Linked DNA regions of Mus musculus: all the other regions are linked to region 7. Evidence: chromatin contacts called from public HiChIP or PLAC-seq and promoter capture Hi-C data. All regions are on one chromosome and are shown on one strand. The core of a region is the stretch at or near the end of the contact, and the rest is flanking DNA. Distances in the headings are between cores, read along the strand shown.

Region 1 (3,674 bases), core at 1,163-3,662, 1.6 Mb before region 7:
GGTTCAAACTCTTCTAGATTTCTGACAGTTAGGGTGTGTGTGTGTGTGTGTGTGTGTGTGTGTGTGTGTACCCACAGAACCACAGGATGTCCAAATATTTGATCAAACATTACTCTGTTCTATCAAAGGTGTTTTGGTTGAGATCAGCATTTAAATCAGTCGACTGAATAACATGGATCATGTAAGAGGGCCATACGCAACCCACCAAAGGCCTGAGCATAGCAAAAAGCCTATGTTCCTCAGACAGAGAAAATTCTCCTGCTCTTCATGGCTCTCTACAGCAATGTTCAGCTCTCAGACTTAGTCAGGGACGCCTGCTTTGCAGAAATTCACACTCCATAGTTTTTTGGGGGTGTTTGTGTATGTGCATGTACATGGACTATCTCTTGAAAACCTTGATTAATAATCTGTCCACTCTAACTCTTGTTTTTGTTTTTCTGAGACAGGGTTTCTCTATGTAGCCCTGGCTGTCCTGGAGCTCACTCCGTAGACCAGGCTGACCCCAAACTCAGAAATCTGCCTGCCTCTGCCTCCCAAGTGCTGGGATTAAAGGCATGCACCACCATGCCCGGCCACTCTAACTCTTAATACCACTTTCTAGATAATTTTTATTATATCAACAAATTTTATGAAATTATCTAAATCCTTCTATCAAAATTGATGTGTATGTATTAGATACACACACATACACATATATATCTTTACTTGCTGTTACACATGTATTACATAACAATATATAAAAAGAGATTATCTATTTGAAAGAGAACAAGGCATGGAGTACCTTGGAGGGTTTGGAAGAAAAAAAGGTAAGGGGAAGATGATATAATTTTAATCTCAAAAACTAAAAAAATGGTATTTAAAAATTGATATTTATCTATACTGCCTATATTTTCTTAGCTCACATTTCTCACCAGCTGGGATGTTCAGTACTAGAACAAAACACCTGCTTATTTGCCTCAAAAGAAATAACAAAGATGACCGATAATGCAAAATATAACTTATGAAGTTTAAGATTGAATGTATGTATTTGTATATATTTACATATGTACATATGATACATATACATATTAAATAAATACATTTACATCTCACCTAAAACCTAACATATATTTTAATGTATTTGTTTTTATTTAAACAAATCACACTTGTATTAAAATGGATTTTTATATCAAAGTATTCATCTTCTTTGTTCTTTTATCCTTAAAAGTTAGGGTACTAAACGCAATTATAAACAAAGTTATCCGAGGTGATTTAAAGGCCCAGTTGGCAAAATGTCTTATGTTTGATGAACTGCATGCTTTATGTTGTTTAAACCTCGTTCAATTGCTTTGCTAAAAGTAAGTAGCAACTCCGAGCACGCCATCTGGTGAGGGTCTCTCTTTGGACCAAGCCGGAAAAGGAAGTAAAGGAATTTTCATTTATTCCATAGTTGTGGTTGCAAAACTGCAATCACAATATGTTTCTAATGCAATAATATAAGTGGGGCTTCAGAGCTCAGAGACCTCGTGAGATCTGATTCAAAGGTCTGGAATATTTAAGGCCGTATCTCATCACCAGGGGAAGGAAGGCTGTTTCCGTTTCTAGCTTTCCTATGACTTGGAAGAAAGAAATAATAATCCAGGAAATTGAAGTCTATGAGCTGGAAAATATGAATTTGATCTTTTAAAAAGCATTCATTAAAAAAATAATAATAGGTGGTTCCTTAATGATAGACCACGGCCCATCAGAGACGTCTAAGGAGAAGATAATCAGATGGGATCTGATGGCGTCACTGTGTGTGCACATCTCTGCTGATACAAAATGCTGAAACTGGTTCTTCTTCTGTCTTTTCATTTTGTTTTGTTAATAATGATTTTTGTCCAAGCCTTGATCCAGTCCAATGACTAGAGAATGGAACTTCCCCCCAGCTCTCTGGGGACTCCATTCCAGAGACTAATAGATTTCACTGTCAGAAAACATTTCCCGGATTCCGTCTTAAATTTCCGTTACTTAATTTCATCCCAGTACTTAACCATAAAGCCTCTTAACCTACCTTTAAAGTGACTTGACTTCCATGATGTTTACGTCTTTTGAATATTTGTGAAGTGCTGTAACTGGACGTAATAGAAAAAATGAACGAACAACATGTTTTCCTTTAATCTTTCGGTGTAAGTTAAAGTCTGAAGCTTGCCCTACATTTATTTTCTAGTTTGAACATTAGGCAATTTGCTTAACTGAATCAAGTGTGGGGCCACAAACTGGTATTCTCATTGTGATCTCGGCAGTGCTAGTAAAAGAACTTAGCTTCCAGCGATGTGATGCGGAGCTCTTAGATGTACATACTAAAATCTCACTGACTGATCTCACCGAGGACCGTGTTGCGAGACCATACATAATTTGCTGACACTATCATCACGAATCAAGTCCCTTGGCAGTACGACTTGCCAAGCACCGTCTAGGCTGCCAACAGAATGACTGTGTTTCTGTTTATTCTCTCCAGATGTACTTTCTAGCTGCATTTTTCCAGGTTGAATCACATTTCATTTCCTGCCCATATTTCTAACCACTTTAGGTCTCTTTTATGTGCCCTCTCTGGTTTTGTCAACACCATCCGATTCACCATCGTCTGTAAATTAAATTAACATGATGTGTACCCTCTCGTATAAATCATTAATGAAGTTTCTCTACAATTTGGTTTTTTAATCTGATCCTACTTAATGTTTGTCGTCCTCATGTTTTCTTAAGACTATAGCACTTCCGCCATATAATACGTTGTTTTACTTGCGAATGGCAGACTAACACAGATAAAGCTCAGAGCTGCTATTTCCTTCTTGAGTATTAGTGTAAAATTATCTTTATTGTTGAACAAGATGAGGTTTTACTTACAGTCCTCTGTCCCTCATAATTGCTACATTTTTCATCAGTGGTCTCATACCACATGGTGACATAAAATTGTCAAAAGAATCTTCAGGACAAATTTTACTGTGCAGGGAGCTATTTTAATCTTGTATCACAATTTACAGTAATACCATTCTGCCATTAAAAAAAAAGAAAAGAAAAGAAAAAATGTTTTCATTTCAACTATTTGGAATCAGTAAGCTGAATCAAGATGAACGGTTCCTAGAAAATAAGTGTTTCATTGTTTTTTTCATTTATAGCTGCTGTTTCTTTTTATTTTGTCAGTTATTTTTAAATCCTCTGCTATTCTAAAAACTACTTTTAAACTTTAGCCTTGAATTGGGCGTAGTAATACACACCTTCAGTCCTAAACTCAGGAGAAAAAAGCAGGTGGATCTCAAGGCGGGCCTGGTCTACGTAGAGAGTTCCAGATCAGCAGGGCAGCAGGGGCTACAAAGTGAGACACACACACACTCTCTCTCTCTCTCTCTCTCTCTCTCTCTCTCTCTCTCCATATATATATATATACACACACATACATACATATACACATACACATACACACACACACACACACACACACACACACACACACACATATAAATTTGGGGTCTTAATGGGTCAACGTGCTTACCACCAGGCATGATGATCTGACTTTGTTCCCTAGAATTAGAGTTGATTCCTAGAGCTTGTTCTCGAACTTCTACAGGTATCCTGTTGCGTGCACCCTTACACATACATAAAACATACACACGCTAAATATAAAAGGAAAAGATAACACGTATTTTATAAGAAAA
Region 2 (3,915 bases), core at 69-2,568, 1.9 Mb before region 7:
CTCAATCAGTAAAGTATTTGCTGCGCAAGTATGAAAGCCCATGCTTGACTCCACAGCATCTCTGTAAACATCAGGCACGGTGGTATGTGTCTGTAATTCCAACACCAGGGAGGCAGAGACAGACAGCATGGTCCTGGGAGCCTGCTACCCAGCCAGTCTATCTAGATAGGTGAGCTCCAGTTTCCTAGAGAGATTCTATCTCAAAACAAAAACAAAAACAAAAACCAAAAAACCAAAAAACCAAAACTGTTTGGAGACCAACTGAGATGCCTGCCATTGTTCTTTGGCACACCTGGACACTTGCGTAGGTATGTGTCCGTGCACACACATACCCACAGACAGCCATAGTATCACTAGCCTGCTCGATGGTCTACGGGCAGCACTTGCCAAATTTAGTTGGTTTTAAGGATGCAGAATCACCTGGAGATTCTGACTCTGCTGGTCTGAGACACACTAGCGATCCATATTTTACACTAGTAGTAGCCTATGGCTCTCACAGCTAGGCAAGGGCAGGAGACACTGCCTTGCTTTACATAATGGGTTCTGGCCACAGAGCTGCATGCGATTGTAACCAGGCTTAGCAGAAGCCACGAGCAAAAAGAGAGTGTGGAGATTTTGAGAGAGAGAGAGAGAGAGAGAGAGAGAGATTGAGAGAGAGAGCTCCATCTGTGAGTCATGGGGTGACCTCACCAGGTAATTGGGCACCCAGGGTCACTGCAGCCACCTGGAAGCTTCTGATAGAGAAAGCTTTGGGGAATCTTTTATTAACATATTTAATATGCCTGACTAAGGGGAAAACATACACAAAGCTAGGAGGCCTTGTTAGCAAGCCATCCCTGCATAATTCTTGGCCAGGAAATAATGACTTCTCTCCCAGGAAAGGTTTAGTTTAACCCTTAGCTTGCCTTTTTCCAGGGGCAAGCCAGTGGACATGTATAACCCTTCCTAGGTTAGTAGACGGGTAGGGATGGGCAAGGGCTGTCCCCGGGGTCTTTTTGGAAGTGCCCAGTGGAAGTACAAGTCACAGAAAGCATCATTATGGAGCAGGGTTATGGCTTCCATGAGAGAGCAGTCTTCCATGTTACGCCCCAGGCTGCCTCCTCCTCTATTGGGGTCAGCTTTGAGGACCTTTGGGGACCCCCACAGAATTGACCCATGACAAGAAATCTCTCTGCCTCGTGGTTATGGCTGAGAGGTGACAGCAGCTCTTTTGCTGCTGAGCATTGAGTAAGATGAAGTGCAGAGGCTTAGTGGGCAGCAGAAATCAGAACCATGTGTCTCTGAGAGTGGGGTGGAAACTCAGAGCTGTGGCTTTTCCAGACTGCCTTGGTCGCTCTGCCTCGGCTCCACAACACACACACCTGCACACCAGACCTAGGTAGGTATGATGCTAACTTGCCCCTCTCCCCAACAAAGTTGGCCCATCCCCCCATGGGAAATGTTTTGTTTGGTGGCAATAGCTAAGAGAAAATAGAACACTCTCTCCTTGTTTACAGACGAATCATTCTGCATCAGAGGTGACTTGTTTTCCACCCTTGCAAGAGTCTGACGGGGGCTTTTCCTTTCTTTTCCTTCTCTTCCTTCATTTCATTTCTTTTTTTTTTCTTTTGCCTTTTTCATAAATAAATATTTTAACTGGAAATTTCCAAGTGTATGACAGGCCTAGAATGTGAACTTGAATGTACTGTAATAGAAATCATCAGTTGCCATGGCGACCTGTTCCAAGAGCAGAGTCACGTGAGCGGAGAGCGCTCAGTAATACTAACACATCAGAGAGCGAGGCCACTTAACCTCAATCGCTTCCAGCTATTGTGCAGAATGCAATTGAATTTATTCCTAATTTCTGCCAGTGCCAAGGAACAAAATTTCCCTGCAGATTTTAATCTTACTCAGGCAGTGCCAGCCGGCGCTCAGACGCTGTTCAACACCAATATTCAACCCGGCTACTCGCCCACTTTACAGCTCCATTTTCTTATTCTTATCTGCAATAATAGCTTCCCTCTGCCTGCTGGATCCCGCACATCCCCCTGCCCTGGGGAGAACTGCCCTTCTCCTTCCCACGTGGCCGTGCGGTTTTCTCTGACTCTGGCTGCTAATGCAAGAAACACAGCCTTTATAATAATACCAATAAAAAAAAAAAAGACAGCAATAGTCGCCCCACCCCACCCCCACCCCTTTCCCCTAAACCTGTTGTGAAATACAATTTCTGTCAGCTTTTGACTGTGCTTTGGAATAGCACAATTAACAGCCCCATCATAATGAGGCAAAGCCCATGGGGTCAGTGAATAATGGAATCAAAGGGTGAGTTTTCAGTCTCCATCACAGTCACCTCCCTCCCGGCCCCCCAACCAGGGGAGCAGCCCAGACGCCCAGGAGGTACAGCCGCCTATCACAGAACACTCATTTCGAGAGCTTATCAGCTTCCATGAAGGCTGATAAATCAGAGTGTCTCATACGGACAGTCTCAAGTTAGCCGTGTCATCGATCCCTCCTCCCCTTTTAAGCTATTTGTCTTATTCACTTCCAAAGATGGTATCAGAGATGCCAAATGAGCCTTTGTTTTCCGTGCTCTTGGGCAGCCTAGGGTGAGTTGCCCGTCTTGCTGCAGGGACGGGGGAAATCGTTCTTCCGGGTTTAGTCCTTTGTTTCCAGCCCAAGGTCACCTCTGGCCCCTTGGTTCAGGTGTTGTCAGCAGTCTGTCTGTGTTCAGAGGCAGGAGGCGGAGTCCTCCTAGCTGACAGTCTTTGCATGGCCCTAGCCCTCCAGTGACCTTCCTCTTTTATGGATGCTACTTTAAAAAAGATGTAAAACCTGCTGGAATAACTAAATGGAGTCTAGGTAGAGTCCAGCTCTCAGAGAGTCCATGTTGAAGGTCACGCAAAAGGAACCTTAAAAATAGGGAAATTATTGGATATCTTTTTTTTTTTGGGGGGGGGGAGGAAAAAAAAAGGTAGTTTCTGTGGTGGCTTGCATTAGTGGGTGGGTGTCTCTAAATGGCTGAGGAAGACATCATTGCAAATGCCTTTCTCAGCCAGTACCTGACCATTGTTCTAACACTGTGGTGGGACAGGGAATGTGATGCAAGCCCAGGGGAGGCATAATGGCCCTGTGGAATTAGGATAGGTGGCTGTCAGGGGTTCTGGCTCTACATAAAGAACTTGGTAACTATGGAAATCTTCATGGGGTAGATGGGGAGAGAAGCAGCCAGAGAGAAGAGAAGTCACGTGATGAATTTGGTGTCAGTGGCACAATGTTTGGATTCAGAAAGAGAAAAACCACACGCTAAGCATGGCTCTCTGCCAGCCCTGCTGTGGGGGAGTCCCTAGAAGGTCCTTGTCAAACAGCCTGGCCCCACACTTGCCTATGTACAGAGCAGGGTTCCAAGGTTCCCTTGTAGGTAGGAGCCAGCTTGCTAGCTCCTACCTGCTGGGCTGTGAGGAAAGGTAGTTTTTATTGTTGTTGTTTTGTTTTTAAACTGGTAATTGCCTCTAGTCACAAAGTTGAGTATTTTTTTTTTCTTTTTAGAGTATTATTTTACTTTTGTTTTATTTTTGTTGTTGGTGTTGTTGTTGTTTTCTTGAGACAGGGTTTCTCTTGATAACCTTGGCCTTGCTGGAACTTGCTTTGTAAATGAAGCTGGTCTTGGACACCTAGATCCAAGTCTCTGCCTCCCAAGCGCTGGGAATTAAAGGTGTGTTGCAACCACTGTCAGGCGAGAGTATGTTTTCTAAGCAACAGAGGCTTGCTATTTAAAGGAACCTGGTTTCCATTCTTACTAGTCTAAAACCCTCATGATCCTCTGACCAGAGCTGTTCAGTGATCCAGCACCTTGGAAAGTTCTGGGAGGTGGTTTAATCTGTGTTTAATCAATGTTTCTTTTGACAGGATAGTCTTCTAGAGGAACACACCCAGGAA
Region 3 (3,880 bases), core at 1,115-3,614, 1.8 Mb before region 7:
TAGCATCAGGACAAAGGGGTCTTTACAATTTCAAACATAAACACGTAATTTAATGTACAAAACACTCCAGAAAGTCCAGCAGCCACGAGTACAGCTACCTCCACACATCCATTTCTCAGACACTCGTCAGGCATCTATGTGTGTGTAAGGCCTGCATCAGGCATGGTGAAGTCACAGACCTGACTACGTTTCACAGAGGAGGATCCGGGGGAACACTAAAGGACACCATGCGCTTTGGAAATGGCCTCAAGAAAGCAAATGACACATTTGAGAGTTGGGTAATACTCCTCAGTGTCAAATGGATGAAACTCTTCATGACACTCTGAGGATGGTGGCTGTGTTCTACATAGAAAGAGGAGAGAGTTACTCTACAGCTCCTGCTTGTGTTAGAAGACAGTGGTCTGACACCGAAAGGGCTGAAATGTAGGGGATGGCTGTAGGTAATAGGAAACTGAAAGGCTTAGACACAAGTCCAGTTAAAAGTGTTCAGAAGCAAGGCTGGAGGAATAACAAGGGGAAGTAGTCATGGACGTGTGTACAGGCATACCCATGTGGCCTAGGGTTTCCATTGCTATGAAGAGATACCATAACCAAGGCAACTCTTATAATGGACCACATTTAATTGGGGCTGCCTTACAGTTTCAGAGGTTCAGTCCATTATCATCATGGTGGGAAGTGTGACAGCGTCCAGGCAGACATAGGGCCGGTGGAGACAAAGTTCTACATCTTGATCCAAAGGCAGCCAGGAGAATACTGGCATGATGGATCAGGCAGCTAGGAGGAAGGTCTCTTCTGCAAGGGGTGGAGACCGAGTACAGGAGGCGTGTTCTCAAAAGCCCACCCCTACAGTAACAAACTTCCACCAACAAGGCCACGCCTCCTAAGAGTACCACTTCCTATGGGCCAAGCATATTCAATCTACCATTGGGACTGGCTCACTGACTGAATGAGCATGTATCCGCTGCCTCACAGGAGACTTCCATGTCCGAAGCTCATGGTTGCTGCTTGAATGGGGATCTTCATCCAGATGGGGATAGTGACACTGAGCCCCAGAGGCCACTGGGAAGATTCAGACAGCTCAGCTACTGTGGACGGAGGTTTGAGACTGGTGTTCCACACAAGGGGAGGGACAGAGTACAGATGAACAATGTACAGAGTACTGAGTTATGAACAATGAGGTGACAGGGGCAGAAAGCATCTACGGAGGAGGGCAGGAAACACGTGCTGCGCGGACAGGTCACGTGGATCCAGGTTTCCGTTGATATATAGCCTCTTTCATTAAAGCCCAAGGAAGGGCACACTGACATCACTCCAAAGAGTTGAACTAGTGAAGAAAATAAAAAAGTGACTCTAAACCTGGCCGTTTAGTTTTAATATTGTAATACGTAGACCACTGCATGATGGGAGAAATGCACCCTCATATTTTGCTATTGGAAATAACCTGGCCCGGCCCTTTAGATTAGGAAATAATTCGGAAATATGTATCAGAAGGCTTAAAAGGGATTGTATTCTTTAAAGCAATACCAATTTCTTAGACTGCTTTACCAAAAAAATAAAAATAAAAACAAAAACAAAAACCCTTGCTTTAAAAAAAAAAAGCGCCGTACAGAGATTCATCACAGGATATATGTGAGTCTTAGCTTAGATGCTTAGCACGGTGGAATGGTTTCGTAACTTTTGATATACCTACCGAGGAGAATATTAAGCAGCCGTGAAAATGATATTTAAAATGGATTTGCTGTTTGTTTTAAGAAAGAATTGATATTCAATACCGTCACAAATATATAAAACGAACTAGAATGCCCACAAACAGGAAAACACAGAGAAAGAAGCAGCACAATTTAAATAGGGCCTATCTATACTTTTTAGACTGCCTTTGGCCAGTATTATTAACCCATTATTTTGAAAATTTTCTATAGAAATCTTTAATGACTATTAATCAGCAAACAGTCTCTAACAAAGACGGACTGAAGCCTGGTGCCGGCTTATTGTAGCTTTGAAAAGGGATCAGGGAGGGCTGGACAATGGCATGCTTGTCACAGTAAGGTAGCCTGGCCGGGATGAGATGCTCTGAGGCCTGCAGAGACCTCTGGGGACACAAGGCTCTGAACACATACATCCCGTGAGCTGTTTTCCCACGCCCCTCCCTTACATCCCCTGCTCGCAGAAAGGACGGGGTACCAGGTACAAGTACCCTCTCAGTGTTTCACTCAGAGCTGCTGCTTCCAGAACTCTCCATTTCCCAGAAACCCTGCCTTGTCCCTCCTTTGCTAGCTTTAGTTTCTCAGATTCCAGAGCCCGGAGACAGCAAGAGTGGGGGGAGGGGAGCAGGGAACACGTGATTGCCGCCGAGACACGCCCTAAGCCCATAATGTCTGAAAGGTTAAGCAAAGACAGAGATGTGAAGAGGGAAGACTCTCCATTCAACAATAATCGCTCCCCTCATCCCTTCCTAAAATGGGAAGAAAGGGTTGCGAGGTGACATTAGGCACTTTAAAATATGCAAAATTAGGAGCTGTGCAGACCTCATTAACACCCGCCTCCAACATCATTAAGATGTTTCCAAGAAAATTAATTGAGAGACTCATTAAAAATAAATTAAGAAAAATGTGTTGCAGAGCGCCCGTATTCAGCTCATAAATCACAGCTCAGAGCTCCGGCCCGCTGCTCCAGCAATTAACTCCAACCGATTTGTTTTATCCTGAGTGTGAAAATTAGAAAGCAGACGTGGAGATTAGATTAGGGACGTCTGTCAAGCGGAACTTGGAGTGAATATTTTAGATTACAAAATGGAAACCAGGAAAACAAAGAAAGCAGAGATTTCATACCGAGGAGTTTGTCCGTGAAAAGGGACTGGCGGATGAAGGGGGTTGGAGGGAGGGCGTGGGGGGGGGGGAGGGAGAAGCTGTGAGAGAAAAGAACAGATGTTTATATTATAAGTCTAAATAGATACTCGTGGCAGGAGAGACATAAAATAGAGGGTCCTTGATGTCACTTACATACGTATGCCATACTTTCATGTTGAGACATTCATTCTTATCACTCCAAACAGTTCCGGGTCTGAGTATGGGATCCATCTTCCTCCGTATGAAAAGAAATACACTAACTTCTCTTTGTGTTTCTTATTCCATAGTCAATAGCCAACAGTTACCTGGGGTTTCTAGTTTTGTTTCTGTTGCTGCAACAAACGGCCGGGTCAAAAGCAACTTGGAGGAGGCAAAGGGCATATTCAGTTTACACGCCCAGTTCACAATCCACCATTGAGGGAAGTCAGGGTGCAAACCATGAAGGAATTTGGATTATTGGCCCTCAGGCTCAGTTAGCTTCCTTATATAGCCCAGGACCACTGCATAGGGGATGGTACCGCCCACAGTGGGCTGGGCCCTCCCACATCAATTAGCAATTAAGGAGACACTGCACAGACTTGGCCACTTCTGTAACTGAGCTTCCTTCTTCCCAGATAATGCCAGGTTGTGATGAGCTGACAGTAAGAGCTATTCAGGAGATGGAGTAGTTAGCAGGCCTCTTGCTGGTTTCACACATGTATGCCATTCTAGTTAAAGTTCACAACTCCAAAACAGAGAGTCAATTTATAAGTTATGGAACCAGGGCTGGAGCGATGGCCCAGTGGTTAAGAGCACTGACTGCTTTTCCAGAGGTCCTGAGTTCAATTCCCAGCAACCACATGGTGGCTCACAACCGTCTGTAATGGGATCTGATGCACTCCTCTGGTGTGCTTGGAGATAGCAACAATGCTCTAATATACATAAAACAAGAAAATAAATCTTAAAAAAAAAGTTACAGAAACTGATGCCCAAGGTAAAGTGTGAGCTTGGGGGATTATGTTGGGTTTGCAAACCTTGTGCTTTACTCTGAATCT
Region 4 (3,788 bases), core at 121-2,620, 1.6 Mb before region 7:
CGGCGTAGAAAGTGAAGATGAGGCATGTGGTGGTCCTTTAAAGGTTGCAGATGCAACTGCTCCAGTCACCCACAACAGCCAGGCTTAGTGTCCTGGGCTCAGTGTCCTAGTGACGGCGTCCTAAGGTGTGCAGTTACTGCAAAGACGGGCAGCTTCACAGCTGCAATGGCTGCCCGGTGTACCTTTGTTGTCTGTTACCTCTGTATTTGCTATTCAGTCAGTGATGATGACAGAGAGTTATGAGGAGGGCAGAGATTATTCAACAGACTCCATAGGCTCTTTTAATATTCTCCTGATGAGATAGTAACATCAACTTTGCTAGAGCTGCCATGTGATTTTTTTTTTTCCTAGAAGCTGTACCTTTGAGTCTCTTCAGGGTCCAAGTGTAAGTCAGTAGTGATAGAAAAAAAAATAAGAAAAGGGGAAAAGGAAAGAAAGAGAGGAGGAAGGGAGGGGGAGGAAAGGAAGAGAGAGAGAGAGAGAGAGAGAGAGAGAGAGAGAGAGAGAGAGAGAAATTGGTACCTGTAAGCTTGTATCATTTCCATACAGTATGAAAAAAAAAAAAAAGAAACCATTTAAAAATGTTAAATATAACAATTAAATCAGCATGGAAGGAGAGGTGGGAATGATGGAGTCTGTTCAGAAAAAAAAAAAAAAAAGACTCCAGTTGAGGCTGTACAGAGTAGATCCATAGCCTGTCTGTGAAACCTGCTGAGAGACATGGGTGCACAGAAACAGCACCAGGCGACCTGTATCCTACACGGCCAGGCAGTGGGCAGCTGAGATGGATGTCACTGCCTTCACCAGGACTGTTCATGGGACACGTCCTTACTGCTAGAAGGCACTGGCATGTAACGGGATACTGCCGTGTCTCACCACATACATGCACACACACATCCTTGCAAAAACACGTGCAGCAGCGTCTGGTGTTGATATTCTAGTCCCACGTAATTGCTTTCCTTTATTTTGTTGACATTCATTTTCAAGCCTGACTCAGAACCACCACTAGGAAAGTAAGCAGGTAGGGCCTTGGTTGTCAATTTATTTATTTTTTTTTATTTCACTAACTGCAAATCTGTGCTTGTTTGCAAGAAACTTACGGCATTTGGTACTTAGCAGTGCTAGAAATCCCAAGAACAAGTAGGATGTTGTATCAGTTTCTTTGATGAAGCAAACCATACATCCTATTATTCACTGTATGTGGGTGAGCTACCACCACCAGGAAGCTCACTCCTGGCTGTAATTCACTCCCAGCACTGCCCAGAAGGTGTCACCACAGCCTCATTGGCTTCAAGGATTTGGGGACAAGTGGGGAGTAGGAGGCAAAGGGAGAAAAACAGACACAAAGAAGGGGAAAAAAAGTGTTCACGCAGACAAAGGAAAACAAGACAATGTGCCAGGCAATAAAACTCCCAGAGAAACCCAGACATTCGCCCAACCTAACAGTGTGACTTGCCCAGAGGAGAGTGGCCCTCCGTTTGTTGGTGAAGGCAGGAAGTGGGAGAATGGAGGCAGAGGCTGATCCACGCAGGCATTTTGTGGAGAGTAAACAACACGTGGTGAACACTAAGCCTGGTCCAAGATGCCCATCTAACCTGCTCACCTGGCTTTCACCTGTGGTGGTGGTTCGGTGCTGGACCATACAAAGGGGACCTAACAGCTGCGAAGCCATGCTAGGAAGAGTCAGACGACATAGAACACAGTCTTTTTTTTTTTTTTTTACTGCGGAAGCCACACAAATTAACTCCAAATTACTGCTACAGTCAGACAAGGAGAAGCTTCGAGGCACAGAACTTGTTGCTGTAGTTCATCTTGCTTGAGGTGGTGGCTTCACTCATCTACTAGTTGCTAAAAGCCACCCCGTTTACAGCACGACAGCTTTTAATCTCTGCTCTCTCCCCCAGCAGCCCCCCCCCCACCGTAGTTTAATTAAAAGACAATGAACCTTTTAAAGTAGTCAGACGGAAAATATAAAATTGCCCTGTTCTATCAAAGCTTAAGACATTCTCGTTCTCAGAACATGAGAGGAATTCAAAGTAGCTCACTTGGTGGTTTATTACGCCATGGTCCCTCTGTGCCATTCTTTATCAGGGCTCTTGGAATAGCTATTTGAAACCAGAAAGGCGGGTCAACCTCAGACTGATAAATAGTCAAAATTACAAACAAGCAAGCAAGTAAAAACAGCCGCATGCGATCAACATGGTGTAGTCTCTAGGTCATTGTGTGTGATATTTATTTCTAGAATGTCACTATACATCGAAATTGCCCCTATGTGTTAACTTACAGGAGTCTAAAATAGGTAGCCTTTCTGACTTAATATATTCTCAGTTTAAGAGTACAGGAGCTATAAGAAGATTTAAAAATAGTAAATGTTATTGGATGATAGGTGGGTATGGATACTTAGCCTTCTTCTAACTCCACAGCCTAAATCTATTAATTTTGGCAAAGGGCACCGAGACACATCCGTGTGATTTGAAATGTTTCATGGGAGTCTTTAAGCATGAAGATCCCGTCTAATCTTTCCAGACATTAAGATGCTTCATCCCGAAGACCCCTTCATAGCAAATTGTAAGCTGTTCTGTTTTATGCGCTCTGACAGGATGAAGGGCTGAGCTGGCCCTAGAGGGATAGGAGACGGACAGAGTCTGAGGAGTTCAAACTTGAGATTTCCAATAAAGCACCTCCTACAATTAGAAGACAGCTATGGCAGCGTATTATTAGATAGTTGCAGGGCACGAAGAACTACTTTCTTCTTCTCACCTTAACACGGCCCTAAAATGCCCGCCGGAATCCGGCTTCGGCAGTCCGTCCTCCCAGATGAGCACCCAGGTTCTTACGGTCGGTCACCTACTTGAGTGCTGCACGGCACACCTCATTCCTGTTCTCTGCTACCTTCATCCTTGATTTCTTACAGATTCAAATCTGCTTGGTACTCCTCCCCAGCCATCCTTACCCAGCATCCTTGAGTTCAAGTTTCTCGAATGGGTTAAAGACTTCTACTTTTTCTCTTTCTTTTGGGTCTACCAATCTCCAAAAAGGAAATTCTTACTGAATAAGAATTGTTGTTTTCAGATGTCTATTATGAAAATCCTACTTCCAAAGTGTTAGAGGATGCCAAACCATCAATTAATGTAATGTCAACACTTATTTTCCTGGAATGAGGCTTGTGTTCTATTCTTTGAATCATAAAATAGATTTCCCTTTAGAACATACAATTATAATAGTATATTTTACTTTTTTATGTATTTATTTATTTATTTGGTTTTTTGAGACAGGGTTTCTCTGTATAGCTTTGGCTGTCCTGGAATTCACTTTGTAGACCAGGCTGGCCTCGAACTCAGAAATCTGCCTGTCTCTGCCTCCCGAGTGCTGGGATTAAAGGCGTGTGCCATCACGCCCGGCATATTTTACTTTTTTAAAGTCCCTGAGAACTAGTTCTCGTGGTATCAGAAGGCTCCACACAGGCTTCCAAGCAACTGATAGCCCTACCCTGCTCTATGGCTCCAAACTAAAACAATGACCGCCATGGCACAATTTGCAATAGGGGCACACACAACTTGGTGATAACCAACAGCTGTCAAATTGGACTTAAGATCCTCTCAACATGAAGAAACCCACGCCTGGTACTGGAGACCTAGCCAGCTCCCCAAGGCTGATAAAGTCACTAATCTGCGAGGAGAACCTAAAACCCACCACTTAAATATAGCCACATATATAAGCCATATAAATATATGGCCAAGGATATAACTCAGAGGATATAAATCAGCATAATCAATAACTACATCCTA
Region 5 (3,496 bases), core at 473-2,972, 1.8 Mb before region 7:
CATCCATCACAGGTATAAAATAGCATCCTCTGAAATGCCATTTCTTCCTTCCCCCAGGACAGATAAAGCGCCTGCAGACTCTCCGACCAGCCACTGAAACAGCCATGAAAAACCTCACGCTTTTCTAAAGCAGGACAAAGCTTTGAAGCTTCAGCGTCTGCTCCCCAGCATCCCCTGGCTGTGAGGAGGACAGCATTTCCCTAGTCAAAACAGCCTGGCTCTATTTATAGTGCTCACGTCTCCAGATAATAAACGGAACTCGCGGGCTATGCTCAGATCGCCTTCCTTCAGCCACCCCACCACTTAGCACAACGCCCACAATGAAAAACAAGGTCTACAATTTGGAGCCGTGGCTCTAGTTAATTACCTCAGAGGAGACAATGACCACCCTATACTTGAAGAGCCAAAACCCGGAAAGAGTGTCTGATACCCTTTGTTTGCCTTGGGTTTTTAGCATCCCTCTGGCTAGTTCACTGGGCTTGGTGGGTTTTTTGTTTGTTTGTTTGTTTGTTGTTGTTGTTGTTGGGGAGTAGGGTGGGTATTTCTTTAAATGATTCTAGAAATATCTCATCTCCGTGGTTGGAGAGAGGCTGTGTTCATCAGCTAGGTAATGTTCTTAGCAGATAGCGCTTTAAGTAAGGACAGCAGACAATACAGCTTCCACGGAGACTACTACAATTCCCTTCTATTCTTTTTCAAATGTTAAGTTTGTATTAGGTTATTTAATAGACCACAATATATTCAGTAGGTACAGAATCCATGGCCCCAAATGGCTGCGTTTTAATTCTATCCTTCTAGTCTGTTTTAACTAAGACGTTTTCTCCTGTGCATATAATCTTCATTATCATAGAAGTTATTTTTAATTTATAATTAACATAGTCTCTGTCTCATCATGTATGCCTTGATCGACTTGGACCCTCCAGACACATCTTATCTGGTACCACGTTGGCTGGGTCCTGCAGTTCTCCAAACATACAGTAGGTGTCTATCTTAGCCTTCCTTATCCCTTCACTTTCTTTTCTAGTCCCTGACACTGGGATATAGTGCATAATTCCAAAATGGCAGCTTTTTGAAAATTCACCTTGATTATCAGACATTAAAAGTGACTCATCCCGCAGTGACTGTCTGGCAGAAGGGATAGGATCAGACAGCAAGACAATGAGGGGACTGGGAACATTAGCGCACTAGATTACAGAGCCATCAAAAATACCTTTGTTCTGTCAAAGATCCAATCATTTGCTAGTTGTGTTCTGTGGAGGAGAAAGAAGGGGGGAAAATCCACCAAACAAACAAACAAGAAAATTCATCTGAGAATTAAAAACCTCCTCAGATCTCTTTATCCTAAGTGGGGAAGGGACGTAGCTGATGATCCATTTCAAGAGCAGGCAAGGTGGAGCTGCGTCTGAGCGGGGAATCTGTATGTAGCAGCTTTTCCCCTCAGTAGCCATCACACTTTGCTTATGACCTTCTGCCCTTTGCGTCTCCGGAAGAGCGGAAACTGCCAAGTTCAACAGGGCTTGGTTTTGTCTGTGTGTCTGTACTGAGCCTGACTCACGGTGGAACAGTTAGAAGGAATGATCGCACAATTAGAGCGTTTTCATTCAAAGCGCAGCTTCTGATTTCCATCACGGTATATTAGAAAGCTAAGCAAGACATGTGTGATGGGCTAGAGGGGCAGATGCTGAGGGAAGCTGTTGGCAGCAGGCTTTCCACAAGCATCCAAACAGGCGTCTGTAAAATAGCAGAAGGAGCCTCGCAGAGACCGTGGATTCTGTATCAAGCATGTATGTGTGTCTCTGTGTTCAAGGGGGAGAAGGGACTGGGTGGGCAGTAGTGTCCTTTTCAGGGAGCCCTTCTTAGGGAGCTGCCCAGGCAGGTGAGAGGAGAGTGAGATGTCCTGAATCTCGGAGCTTCTCATCCCCCAAGAGACGGAGAGGCCAGATGGGACGTGGGTGTCTGGCTTCCTTCTCCCTTTCTTAAAAAAAAAAAAAAAAAAAACCAAAAAAAACCCACAATTTCCATCATTTGTCTATGAACTCAGAGGAGGAGTTTATCAGTCATGGAAAATGCCCCAAAGGGGCTCAGATCAAAGGCAGACTTTGAAATGTGTACTTAGGTGGATCTCCCTGCCAAATACATTAATGTGATTAAAACACAAATTCCATTGGCAGTTATTCCATCTGTTTAGGTGATGTTGGTTGGCAGTGCCATGTACCGGTCAATGGTGGCCTTTTACAGAGGAGTGCCGAGTGAATTTAAATGCTCTGCCGCACACGGATGCTACCTGCCGCGCTCTGGGAGGATTTGGAGGTCTTATTTGCTGGCAGGGCAGGGGAACCAGCTGCTGTCACACCACACAGGGATCTAGTGATAAGAATGGCTTCCTGTTCACTGCCGTCTCGCAAATGGATTCGTGAAAACAACTCGTTGTGATTTTCTAGGTGTGGTTGGTACACGGGGGCTTGCTACTTCTTGTATCCTCCCCCCTCCCCATTCTTATTTCTGCCTTCAGGTACAGAGCACCTCCATGACCACCCCCACCCCATTTATTACGTCGAGCATCAGTGAGTACATTGCTTTATGGATGGAAGGAGACAGACTCAGCAGAACCCAGCACATACTCAGACGCCCAGTATGTTTCTTTGGATTCACAACACACTCCTTGAGCATGGTGAAAGAGAAATCTATATAGTTTAAAGATCTCTGCCTAAACCTGACCAAGAGATTAAAGGGGAGGGCTAAGGGGGAGGGCCCAGACCAATCTCCACACACCAGCACGCCTAACAGAGATAGATTTCTGTGTAAGTGAGTGGGGGGAGAGAGACCTGTGCGCTGGAGTTTTCCATCAGCGGAATGTTAATGAGCCCTAAAGGTTACCTCCCACTCATTAACAAACAGCTCTAGAGACAAATTCCAGTTTTGGGTGGTTACAGAGCAGTGGCTTCCTGTGCACAATCAAATTGTGAGACTGTCCAGGGCCTATTCTGTTGCGGAAACCCAACCTTCAACATTATTATACATGTACTCAAAATCAAAGGTGGAAGACAAGGAAAAAAAAAAAGAGGAAAGATATTTGCAAATTAAAGTCATTGGATTAATCTCCTCTGATGAAATTGATGCTGTCAAGTGAAAAATACTGCTTTGGAAAAAATAATACCCTGAGTAGATATTTCATCTGTGAAGGGAACACTAACGTTCTGGTGTTGAGGTGGCCCGGCAGAGGATACGGCAAACAAAGGAGGAAAGATCGTTCCATCAGCTAGGGACTTGAGTGTCCCCTACTGGAAAATGAGTGGCAAAGAATGAAGAAGTAGGATGTGTTCTTTGGGAGTGTATCCCCTTTCCTTCTTGTCCCCAACCCATTTCCCTCCCTGTTTCCCTCTCTTAAGAAATAGCCATAAGTGCCTGAGGAGGTAAACAGAAATAACTAAGAGTTTATATCAAGCAACAACGCAGGACGGTTAAAAGAAAGAACCACATCCAAAGATCTGCCTTT
Region 6 (3,970 bases), core at 89-2,588, 1.9 Mb before region 7:
CCCGTCGGATGCTACTCTGTTGCTATATAGCAGGGTTTGCAAGATGGCCTGAAAGGGCCAGACCCCTCTTGTCTGATTCTCAGTTCTTGTGAGTGAGTTCTCCGGCAAGCATGTGTGACTGACTTGTCACTGTGGTTCTCAGTTCTTCCTGGCCGTGGGACCTACCCTACCTCTGTCTCAAATACTCACTTCTGCTCCTTTGCCCATTGTTCCACGTTGTTCATAATCTGGTCATTCTCCCGGTGGTGCCTGCAGGTTTCTTTGGGGGTTAGCTTTGCAGGCGGGGAGTACGGCTTTACACACAGGAAGGAAAAACAAGACGATAAGGGATGAGAACACCGACTGCTACCTCCCCCTCCCCCAAATACTGGATTCTTCTTTCTGAGAAAAGAAAAAAAAAATCAGCTCTGCTGCCCAACCTGAGGCTAGAGCTGCCACATGAGGAACCTGCGTAACTCACAGTGGTGACACCTCGGAGGAGGCACGGTTCGTGGCTGATATGTACACTGATAGTAATGATTCTCAGGCTAATGGCAGTGGAGTGACTTGTTCTAAAACAGCAGTGTTTTAGAACAAGTATAAACACAGCCAACGGAAGAAGACAACCAGGAAGAAGAGGTGCTTCTTTTTCATTTGAGCAAGGGCCCTGTGGTCTGCCGTGGATGTCCCTGCTCTGGTTGCTGGATGTGTGGCTTGTCTAGAAAGCTTCTTATCTGCTTGGATGGCAAAAACTAGCAGGACATGCTCAGAGGGCAGCAAACCAGGGTAGGGGTGGGAGGGGGGCATCTTTGTGAGTGGAAACTGATGTCCCAGTCTTTTGCTGGGACCAGGCTTCTCTTGGTTAGAAATGACCCAGAACTATCCAGACTCGGCTCCCTGCTGAATAATGCATGTGTGTGTGTGTGTGTGTGTGTGTGTGTGTGTGTGTATGTGTGTGTGTGTGTGTGTAAGTGTGTGTTCCTTCCATCCCCCCAAATTGCCCAGTCAGGAGGGGTGGAGAGGAAGTGACAGAATCCAAACTGTGCCCACCTCCTTCTCATCTGCAAGGAGGCTCTCTCTTAGGGTCGCCATTTCCTCCTGGAATTCTCGGAGCTGCGACTCCTTAGCTGCCAACATCTTAAGGTCACTCTGGTGCTGCCTCTGCCACTGCAACACCTGGTTGCTCATCTCCTCCAGCTTCTTGTCAAAGTTGTGCACCTACTCAGGAGTGCAAAGTGAGGGGATTGGGGAGGGGTAGTAGGGAAGACGGGACCAGGCAAGGAGGAGTAGACTGGCTTGGGGGGAGTACAGGGGTGTGTGCCTTTAATTTCCAGTGACCAGCAGAGGGCGCCCCTGCTCTGATCTTCCTTCCTTGCCTGCCTGTCAGTCCACAAGCAGAGAAGGTGGAGTGAACCCAGCAGCCAAAGGGTACTGGCTGAGTGCTAAATAATTCTGCCTGCAAAAGGTGACCTTGTGGACCTCTAATAGGAAGGGAGCCCGAGTGAGCGTCCCCTCCCCCACCCCCAAACTCTCACCTCTTGCTCGCTCTGCTGTTGGAAGCCCTGCAGTTTTTTTAACTCCATATTGAGCTTTTTCATCCTTTCCTCATAAGCCGCGATTTCATCTTCCAGTTGAGCTTTCCTCTCCTGGGTCTGTTGCAAGGAGCGATTCAGGCTCTTTGTCTCTGAGGTTGCCTGAGTGAGCTTTCAGCAGAAAACACAGAGTGGATTAGAGTGGCCTCCAGGGCCCTTGGTCTTCTCGGCTGAGTCTTTAGTACAGAAGGTCCCAGGCCCTCTCTGTGGTGGTGCCCATGGTCAGGCTGCAGGTGGTCCAGAGGGAAGGGGAGGGAGAGCAGGTGGCTTTCACCTCTCTTCCCAGTCTTTCATCCTTCCTCATTCCATTTCCAGTTTTTTGTTTTTTGTTTTTTTTTTTCCCCACCGATCTGTAGACATGACCACCAGAGACGGGGCATGGATTCCCCTGATAATCCAGACTTTGGGAAAAACCCTGTCTGTGAATCACCAGTGAGCGGGAAGACTGGTTCGATATTATCATCTCTGCCACCCTACAACGAAGCCGAGGACACCAACATATAAAACTAAGAGAACGCAGGCCTTCGTTGGACAGACCGCCCTGTCCGGGCAAGGGTTAAAAAGCACTGAAGAGTGTCAGTCATACAAGAAATTGACTCCTGTCCACTCGTAGCCCCCCCCCCCCGAGTTTCTTTGACTACTTCTTTGGCAGAGAGTGGGCGTGGCCTCACCTTGCGTGGCCTCACCTTCTCCAGGGCCTGTGTCAGGTCGTCCTGGCAGTTGCCCGACTTCCGCACAAGTTCCTCATAAGCTTCTTTACTAACCATGTTCTGGAAACAGTTCTTCTCTTTCTGGATAGCCGAATCCAGCTGTGTCTGCAGAATCATGATGGAATCCTTCTGGCGGGCTATCTTTAGGGAACAAGAACATCACTATCAAGGCTGTTCCTGGCATGCACAGATGCGCGACTGTAGGAGGCAGACAGGAATTGGGCGCTCTGTCATAGCTGCTGATGTGCACGCGCACATCTCCGCCTCCCTGATAGGAAGAGCAGAGCCCCTTCTGAGCTGCTTGGTATCTCTCCAGCTTCGTTTCTCTTTATGGCTACCATATCGCCAATATAAAAAAAAAAGCTCCGGAACCTGCTAAGTAGATAAGATATGTTTCATAGATGCAAAGATGTCTGTCTGGGCTGGGGAGATTGCGCTGGGGAGATAGCTCGGTCCATACAGTGCTTTCAAGGACTTGCGTTAGACTCATAGAACCTGTTTTAAAAAGATGGATCTTGGGGCTGGAGAGATGGCCCAGTGAGGACCCAAGTTCAATTCCTGGTTCTTACATAGTGGCTTACAACCATCTGTAACTCCAGTCCTGGGGGATCTGATGCCCTCTACTGGCTTCCGTAGGCATTGCATGCATGTGGTTCACAGGGATACATGTAGCCAAATCATATATACATTTACATAAAAAAATTTTTAAAAAGATGCTGGGTATGGCAGTATGCTCTTATAATCCCAGTTCTGGGGACATTAAATAAGTAACCCTCTGGGATTCACAGGCCAAGCAGACTAGCCTGTTTGGTGATTTCTAGGTCACTGAAAGACCCTGTCTCAGAAAAAAAAAAAGTCAGATGACAGACGAGGAATTATCTGAAGTTGTCCTCTGGTCTCCACATGCACCACACATATATGTTCACGAATACCCATGAGCACCTGCACACACGCAGATCTAGAACCCAACACCAGCTCACAGATATGATTCAGCATTCTGCCTACCCAGCCCTGTATGTATTTTGGTCACCTCTGCCTCCTTGTTGGACCTCAGAGCCCAACACAAAATAGGCACGAAATAGTCGTAAAATAAAACGTAAGTTTTCAGGTGTTTAGTTAGAGATTCAAATATTGTATGGTGCAAGGGGTGGGGGTCTTACTGGACACAACTTTGGCAGTTTTTTTTTTTTTTTTTTAGAACAATTCTGTGGGCTGGCGAGATGGCTCAGCAGGTAAGAGCACTGACTGCTCTTCTGAAGGTCCTGAGTTCAAATCCCAGCAACCACATGGTGGCTTACAACCATCCGTAATGAGATCAGATGCCTTCTTATGGTAAGTCTGAAGACAACTACAGTGTACCTACATATAGTAAATAAATAAATCTTAGAGAGAGAGAGAGAGAACAAGAGAGAGAGAGAACAGGAGCCAAACTAGAAACACAAAGAGGAGTCACAACTATGATTACCTTTGCTATAGTACTGAGTTAAGGAGAAAGATGGTATTACCTTGACCATAAGAAGTAGGCACTTGACAGAATTCAACACCTATACTGACAAACCTCTAACGGAGGAACCGAAGGAAGCCGATAAAGGCAGCACTAAGCCCATCGGGCACATGGTACTGAAGCCGATGCATGGCCTTAAGAGCAAAGGACAAGATGCCTACTAGCGCTGCAGCCCGTCATCAAAC
Region 7 (3,528 bases), core at 114-2,613:
ACACACACACACACACACACACACACACACACACACACCCGTTTTTAGGAAGAGACAGCCCATGTACACAAATAAAAAAATGCTTGTTTTAAAGCTATGATATGCTTACAGACGGGAGACTGGCATGGCTGTCCTCTAAGAGGCCCTACCAGCAGTTGACTTAGACAGACAGATACTTACACCCAAGCATTGAATTGAAATTGGGGACCCCTATAAAAACTAAATTAAATTGAATAAATAAAAATGCTTGCTTTAATTAATTAATTTTAATTAATTTAGCCATGGTGTTTTGGGTTGGTGGCCTTTCTCCCCAAATCTTTGGGATTAACAAAACCTGAATGTTGTTGCACTCATTATGTCACAGTGAGCATTAAGGAAAATTCCCAGAAATAAAAACTATAGATAAAGTATCCAGTCATACACCCAAAGTGTGCCCTTGGTGTTAGAGACCGAGAGCATCTCTAAACCACGTGTGGTCGCATATGCTGTCACCCTTGTACTTAGGAGGAGGTAGAGACAGGGGACCACCCTGGACTATACAACAATTTCCATGCTAGTCAATGTCATAGAAGGCCCAACTTCAAAAGCAATGAAATAAAACATTAAAAATAAATAAATAAAAACCAGGTGTGATGGCATATGACTTTAACTCCAGCACTCAGGGAACAGAGGCAGGTAGAGGCCAGTCAGGTCTACAACGTGAGTTCCAGGACAGCCAGGGCTGTTACATAAAGAAACACCGTCTCAAAAAAAAAAAAAAAAAAAAAAAAAGAAGCAAAACAAAACAAAAACCAAAACCCAAAAACAAACAAACAAACAAATGAAACTCCTCTGGGAAATTTTGAAACAGTGCTGACTTAAAGTGTTAAGTGAAAGTTAAGGGCTGGTGAGATGGCTCAGTGGGTAGGAGCACCTGACTGCTCTTCCGAAGGTCCAGAGTTCGGATCCCAGCAACCACATGGTGGCTCACAACCATCCGTAGCGAGATCTGACTCCCTCTTCTGGTGTGTCTGAAGACAGCTACAGTGTACTTACATATAATAGATAAGTAAATCTTTGAAAAAAAAAAAAGAAAGTTAAATATATGTCGTTAATTATTTGATTAGTAGAAGTACACGCTGTTACTACTTATGTTTATCTGCCTTTTTCTACAACCTTCCAAGGAGGAGAAATGGTGAGCTGGCAAACAACTGAGGAAAAACAAAAACGAAAACAAAAACAAAAACAAAAACCTAGGGAAAGGCTCAATGCCAAGCTTCGTCAATAGCCTAAGTCCCACAGAAGGCAAGGCGGTTCTTTCCCTTTCTCAAGATGGCGCCCCTGGCGACAGGGCGGGCACGAGCGCAAAGCGCTCTGGGAGCGGAAGTCGACTGTGCAGCGGCGGTCAAACCGGAAGGGGAGGTGCTGGGGCCTGGAGGAGCGGCCTGTGTCGCTGCGGTTGCTGGTGTTTGCGGGTTGCAGGGAGCCGGGCCGGTGGTCGGGCTGTGTCGCGATGCCGGAGCTGGCGGTGCAGAAGGTGGTGGTTCACCCCCTGGTGCTGCTCAGTGTGGTGGATCATTTCAACCGGTGAGCGGGTGGCGCGTGGCGGCCACACGGCGCAGGGCTGCTGAGTCACGGGCGCGCCGGGCACAAACGCGGCGGCCGGGGACACGGGTTGGGACAAGCGACCCCAGCGGCTCCACACCGCGGTGCTCGGTACCCATTGACAGCCTCGCACCCCCACCGAGGCCGCCACTCCTGAGTCTGGCCCGCCTGGCGAGGCCCCGGAGCCGGAACGATGCTACCCGCCGAGGCCGCGCCTTTTCCCAGAACGGCTGGGCGCCGTTTAAGACCGAGCTTCAGTCTCGTGTGCCCGTGCCTGTAAAAGCTGTCACTGAAACCCCGGTCTCGGAGTCCCCGATGAACGATTTTCTGGATGAGGCAGGGATCATAGCCAAGTTTCGATTTGGGATTCTGGTCGAATGGTACCTTTAAAATGGGAATGAATAAGGTGTCGGCTTGTTCCTCTAAAAACGAGGCAGGTGCAGATTGGGGCCAGCCTACAGTTCCCTTGGGTAGCTCACTGCCACCCTTGCCTGCTCCAGCCGTTCATCCGGCCAGACCTGTTGCACGTGTTCGGAAGTTTTACAAGATAATTAGTGTGAGGAGTTAACAAATATGAAGGTCCAGTAGGGAGTCTACTTGCAGTCAAGTCGGCGCTAGTGCCTGGTCTGAAGCAGGCTTTGTGCAGCTAACTCAACCAGAGCCAAAAAAAAAAAAAAAAAAAAAAAACCTCAAGACGGAGCCTTTTGAGTCTGAATTCAGTTGTATTGTTCGGAATGCCTGGGATACTAGGGGCCCTGATGGGGTGAACACTGTTTAAGCTTTATTTTAACAATTGGTAAGAATGGGGGGGGGGGGTGCAGACACTGTTGGTAGTTGTATCAAGGAACAGATGGAGGGGCTTTAAAGACTCGTGGATGAAGTTTCCTTTGGCATGTGGAAACTCGTTGTTTGAAGTAGTTTTAGTGGGTTAGAGAGGTGTAATGTTACTTTCACTGTGGCTTGTGTGTTTCCTTAGCATAGAATTAAGTTGTTTCCAAATATGCAGTTTGTTAGTGGCTAAAGAAAACAATTCTTGCTGGGCGTGATGGCGCATGCCTTTAATCCCAGCACCCCGGAGGCAGAGGCAGGCGGATTTCTGAGTTCGAGGCCAGCCTGGTCTACAAAGTGAGTTCCAGGACAGCCAAGACTACACAGAGAAACCCTGTCTCGGAAAAAAAAAAAAACAAAAACAAAACAAACAAACAAAAAAAAACAAAACTGGTACTTCTCTTAGATCTTCATCCCTGGAGAGATTTCAGTGTAGCGAGGAGGGGAAAGAGTTTAAAGGATAAAGCTGAGAAAAAGAAAAACAAGCATGACTTTTTCTCCAAGGGAGTATCTGGAATCTTTAGAAAGTATCCTTCCAATGCGGGTTGGGGTGTTTCCTTATCTTTCCTACGGGAACTAACCTGTTACATTTGTTTATGGACCTTAGGTCCGACATAAACTAAATTGTATCTTTGTTGTTGATACTTGCTACTCAGTCGCAAGTAATAGCTTTTTCGATGAGTGTCTGTGACTGACCACCTGTTTTTCTCACTCAGAATTGGCAAGGTTGGAAACCAGAAGCGGGTAGTTGGTGTGCTTTTGGGATCATGGCAAAAGAAAGTACTTGATGTATCCAACAGTTTTGCAGGTAAAGGATAAGCTTTTGATTTTGCTGAGCATGGTTAGAATGTCTGTTTACTCACAAAAAAGGGGAAAAAAAGTGAGCAGGGTAGTGGTGGCGCGCTCCTTTAATCCCAGCACTTGGGAGGCAGAGGCAGGCGGATTTCTGAGTTCGTGGGCAGCCTGGTCTACAAAGTGAGTTGTAGGACAGCCAGGGCTACACAGAGAAACCCTGTCTCGAAACACCTCCCCCCCCCCCCCAAAAAAAAGAACTTTTTTACTACAGTCTGAAGCTCCTATTTCAGAATTGCTGATACGTAGGAAAGGGAGACCGAT

The links. Promoter capture Hi-C pulls out the DNA fragments that hold promoters and counts their contacts. HiChIP or PLAC-seq counts read pairs in DNA pulled down with a chosen protein or histone mark.
Region 1: a contact with region 7 is called in a promoter capture Hi-C map of the 3T3-L1 cell line, with 8 times the contacts expected there. The contact joins the enhancer-like site here to the promoter of Psmd7 in region 7. A contact is called at or near these places in 8 of 39 promoter capture datasets (the 3T3-L1 cell line, 3T3-L1-derived adipocytes, cranial neural crest and 5 more) and 3 of 115 datasets of contacts at active chromatin or transcription factors (the NIH/3T3 cell line, embryonic forebrain and neural tube).
Region 2: a promoter capture Hi-C map of hippocampal neurons shows a contact between it and region 7, with 20 times the contacts expected there. The contact joins the enhancer-like site here to the promoter of Psmd7 in region 7. A contact is called at or near these places in 7 of 39 promoter capture datasets (the C10 cell line, cranial neural crest, frontonasal cranial neural crest and 4 more), 1 of 484 Hi-C or Micro-C datasets (palatal mesenchyme), 9 of 115 datasets of contacts at active chromatin or transcription factors (acute myeloid leukemia, differentiating embryonic stem cells, embryonic forebrain and 5 more) and 1 of 9 other capture datasets (embryonic stem cells).
Region 3: an H3K4me3 HiChIP or PLAC-seq map of embryonic forebrain shows a contact between it and region 7, with 13 times the contacts expected there. The contact joins the enhancer-like site here to the promoter of Psmd7 in region 7. A contact is called at or near these places in 7 of 39 promoter capture datasets (the 3T3-L1 cell line, the C10 cell line, cranial neural crest and 3 more), 7 of 115 datasets of contacts at active chromatin or transcription factors (differentiating embryonic stem cells, embryonic forebrain, embryonic hindbrain and 3 more) and 2 of 9 other capture datasets (embryonic stem cells and embryonic trunk).
Region 4: a promoter capture Hi-C map of hippocampal neurons shows a contact between it and region 7, with 9 times the contacts expected there. The contact joins the enhancer-like site here to the promoter of Psmd7 in region 7. A contact is called at or near these places in 6 of 39 promoter capture datasets (3T3-L1-derived adipocytes, cranial neural crest, frontonasal cranial neural crest and 3 more), 1 of 484 Hi-C or Micro-C datasets (embryonic fibroblasts), 3 of 115 datasets of contacts at active chromatin or transcription factors (embryonic forebrain, embryonic limb bud and embryonic midbrain) and 1 of 9 other capture datasets (embryonic stem cells).
Region 5: a contact with region 7 is called in a promoter capture Hi-C map of hippocampal neurons, with 14 times the contacts expected there. The contact joins the enhancer-like site here to the promoter of Psmd7 in region 7. A contact is called at or near these places in 9 of 39 promoter capture datasets (the 3T3-L1 cell line, 3T3-L1-derived adipocytes, the C10 cell line and 6 more), 3 of 484 Hi-C or Micro-C datasets (the C10 cell line, cerebral cortex and ventral hippocampal neurons), 7 of 115 datasets of contacts at active chromatin or transcription factors (differentiating embryonic stem cells, embryonic hindbrain, embryonic limb bud and 4 more) and 1 of 9 other capture datasets (embryonic stem cells).
Region 6: a contact with region 7 is called in a promoter capture Hi-C map of hippocampal neurons, with 22 times the contacts expected there. The contact joins the enhancer-like site here to the promoter of Psmd7 in region 7. A contact is called at or near these places in 15 of 39 promoter capture datasets (the 3T3-L1 cell line, 3T3-L1-derived adipocytes, the C10 cell line and 11 more), 1 of 15 datasets of contacts at CTCF or cohesin (large pre-B cells), 4 of 484 Hi-C or Micro-C datasets (B cells, CD8 T cells, the G1E-ER4 cell line and 1 more) and 13 of 115 datasets of contacts at active chromatin or transcription factors (the 230-238 cell line, T-cell acute lymphoblastic leukemia, acute myeloid leukemia and 9 more).

What each region holds. Positions count from the first base shown.
Region 1 is chr8:109,154,444-109,158,117 of GRCm38.p6, reverse strand. The region is part of intron 2 of D030068K23Rik (RIKEN cDNA D030068K23 gene); the gene reads right to left. The region is part of intron 1 of 4922502B01Rik (RIKEN cDNA 4922502B01 gene); the gene reads left to right. Among named protein-coding and RNA genes, the nearest start is that of D030068K23Rik, 81 kb to the right of the region's middle. Within about 2 kb of position 2,412, at least 70 of the 459 cell types and tissues checked have an H3K27ac peak or open chromatin away from gene starts, as enhancers often do. A contact at or near this core is called in the NIH/3T3 cell line, where this site is marked.
Region 2 is chr8:109,462,629-109,466,543 of GRCm38.p6, reverse strand. It overlaps a transcript of Pmfbp1 not described here. Among named protein-coding and RNA genes, the nearest start is that of Gm35145, 3.4 kb to the right of the region's middle. Within about 2 kb of position 1,318, at least 72 of the 459 cell types and tissues checked have an H3K27ac peak or open chromatin away from gene starts, as enhancers often do. A contact at or near this core is called in embryonic forebrain, embryonic limb bud, forebrain and 2 more, where this site is marked.
Region 3 is chr8:109,435,690-109,439,569 of GRCm38.p6, reverse strand. It overlaps a transcript of Pmfbp1 not described here. Among named protein-coding and RNA genes, the nearest start is that of Gm35145, 24 kb to the left of the region's middle. Within about 2 kb of position 2,364, at least 33 of the 459 cell types and tissues checked have an H3K27ac peak or open chromatin away from gene starts, as enhancers often do. A contact at or near this core is called in differentiating embryonic stem cells and embryonic forebrain, where this site is marked.
Region 4 is chr8:109,183,568-109,187,355 of GRCm38.p6, reverse strand. The region is part of intron 5 of D030068K23Rik (RIKEN cDNA D030068K23 gene); the gene reads right to left. The region is part of intron 1 of 4922502B01Rik (RIKEN cDNA 4922502B01 gene); the gene reads left to right. Among named protein-coding and RNA genes, the nearest start is that of 4922502B01Rik, 64 kb to the left of the region's middle. Within about 2 kb of position 1,370, at least 48 of the 459 cell types and tissues checked have an H3K27ac peak or open chromatin away from gene starts, as enhancers often do.
Region 5 is chr8:109,414,912-109,418,407 of GRCm38.p6, reverse strand. It overlaps a transcript of Pmfbp1 not described here. Among named protein-coding and RNA genes, the nearest start is that of Gm35145, 45 kb to the left of the region's middle. Within about 2 kb of position 1,722, at least 62 of the 459 cell types and tissues checked have an H3K27ac peak or open chromatin away from gene starts, as enhancers often do. A contact at or near this core is called in cerebral cortex, hippocampal neurons and ventral hippocampal neurons, where this site is marked.
Region 6 is chr8:109,534,264-109,538,233 of GRCm38.p6, reverse strand. It overlaps Pmfbp1 (polyamine modulated factor 1 binding protein 1), which reads right to left. Exons shown (of 21, transcript NM_019938.3): 15 at 2,258-2,422; 16 at 1,515-1,682; 17 at 1,030-1,197; 18 at 190-293. Among named protein-coding and RNA genes, the nearest start is that of Dhx38, 30 kb to the left of the region's middle. Within about 2 kb of position 1,338, at least 24 of the 459 cell types and tissues checked have an H3K27ac peak or open chromatin away from gene starts, as enhancers often do.
Region 7 is chr8:107,586,317-107,589,844 of GRCm38.p6, reverse strand. Psmd7 (proteasome (prosome, macropain) 26S subunit, non-ATPase, 7) reads left to right here and starts at 1,363. Exons shown (of 7, transcript NM_010817.2): 1 at 1,363-1,566; 2 at 3,129-3,220. The coding sequence starts at 1,493.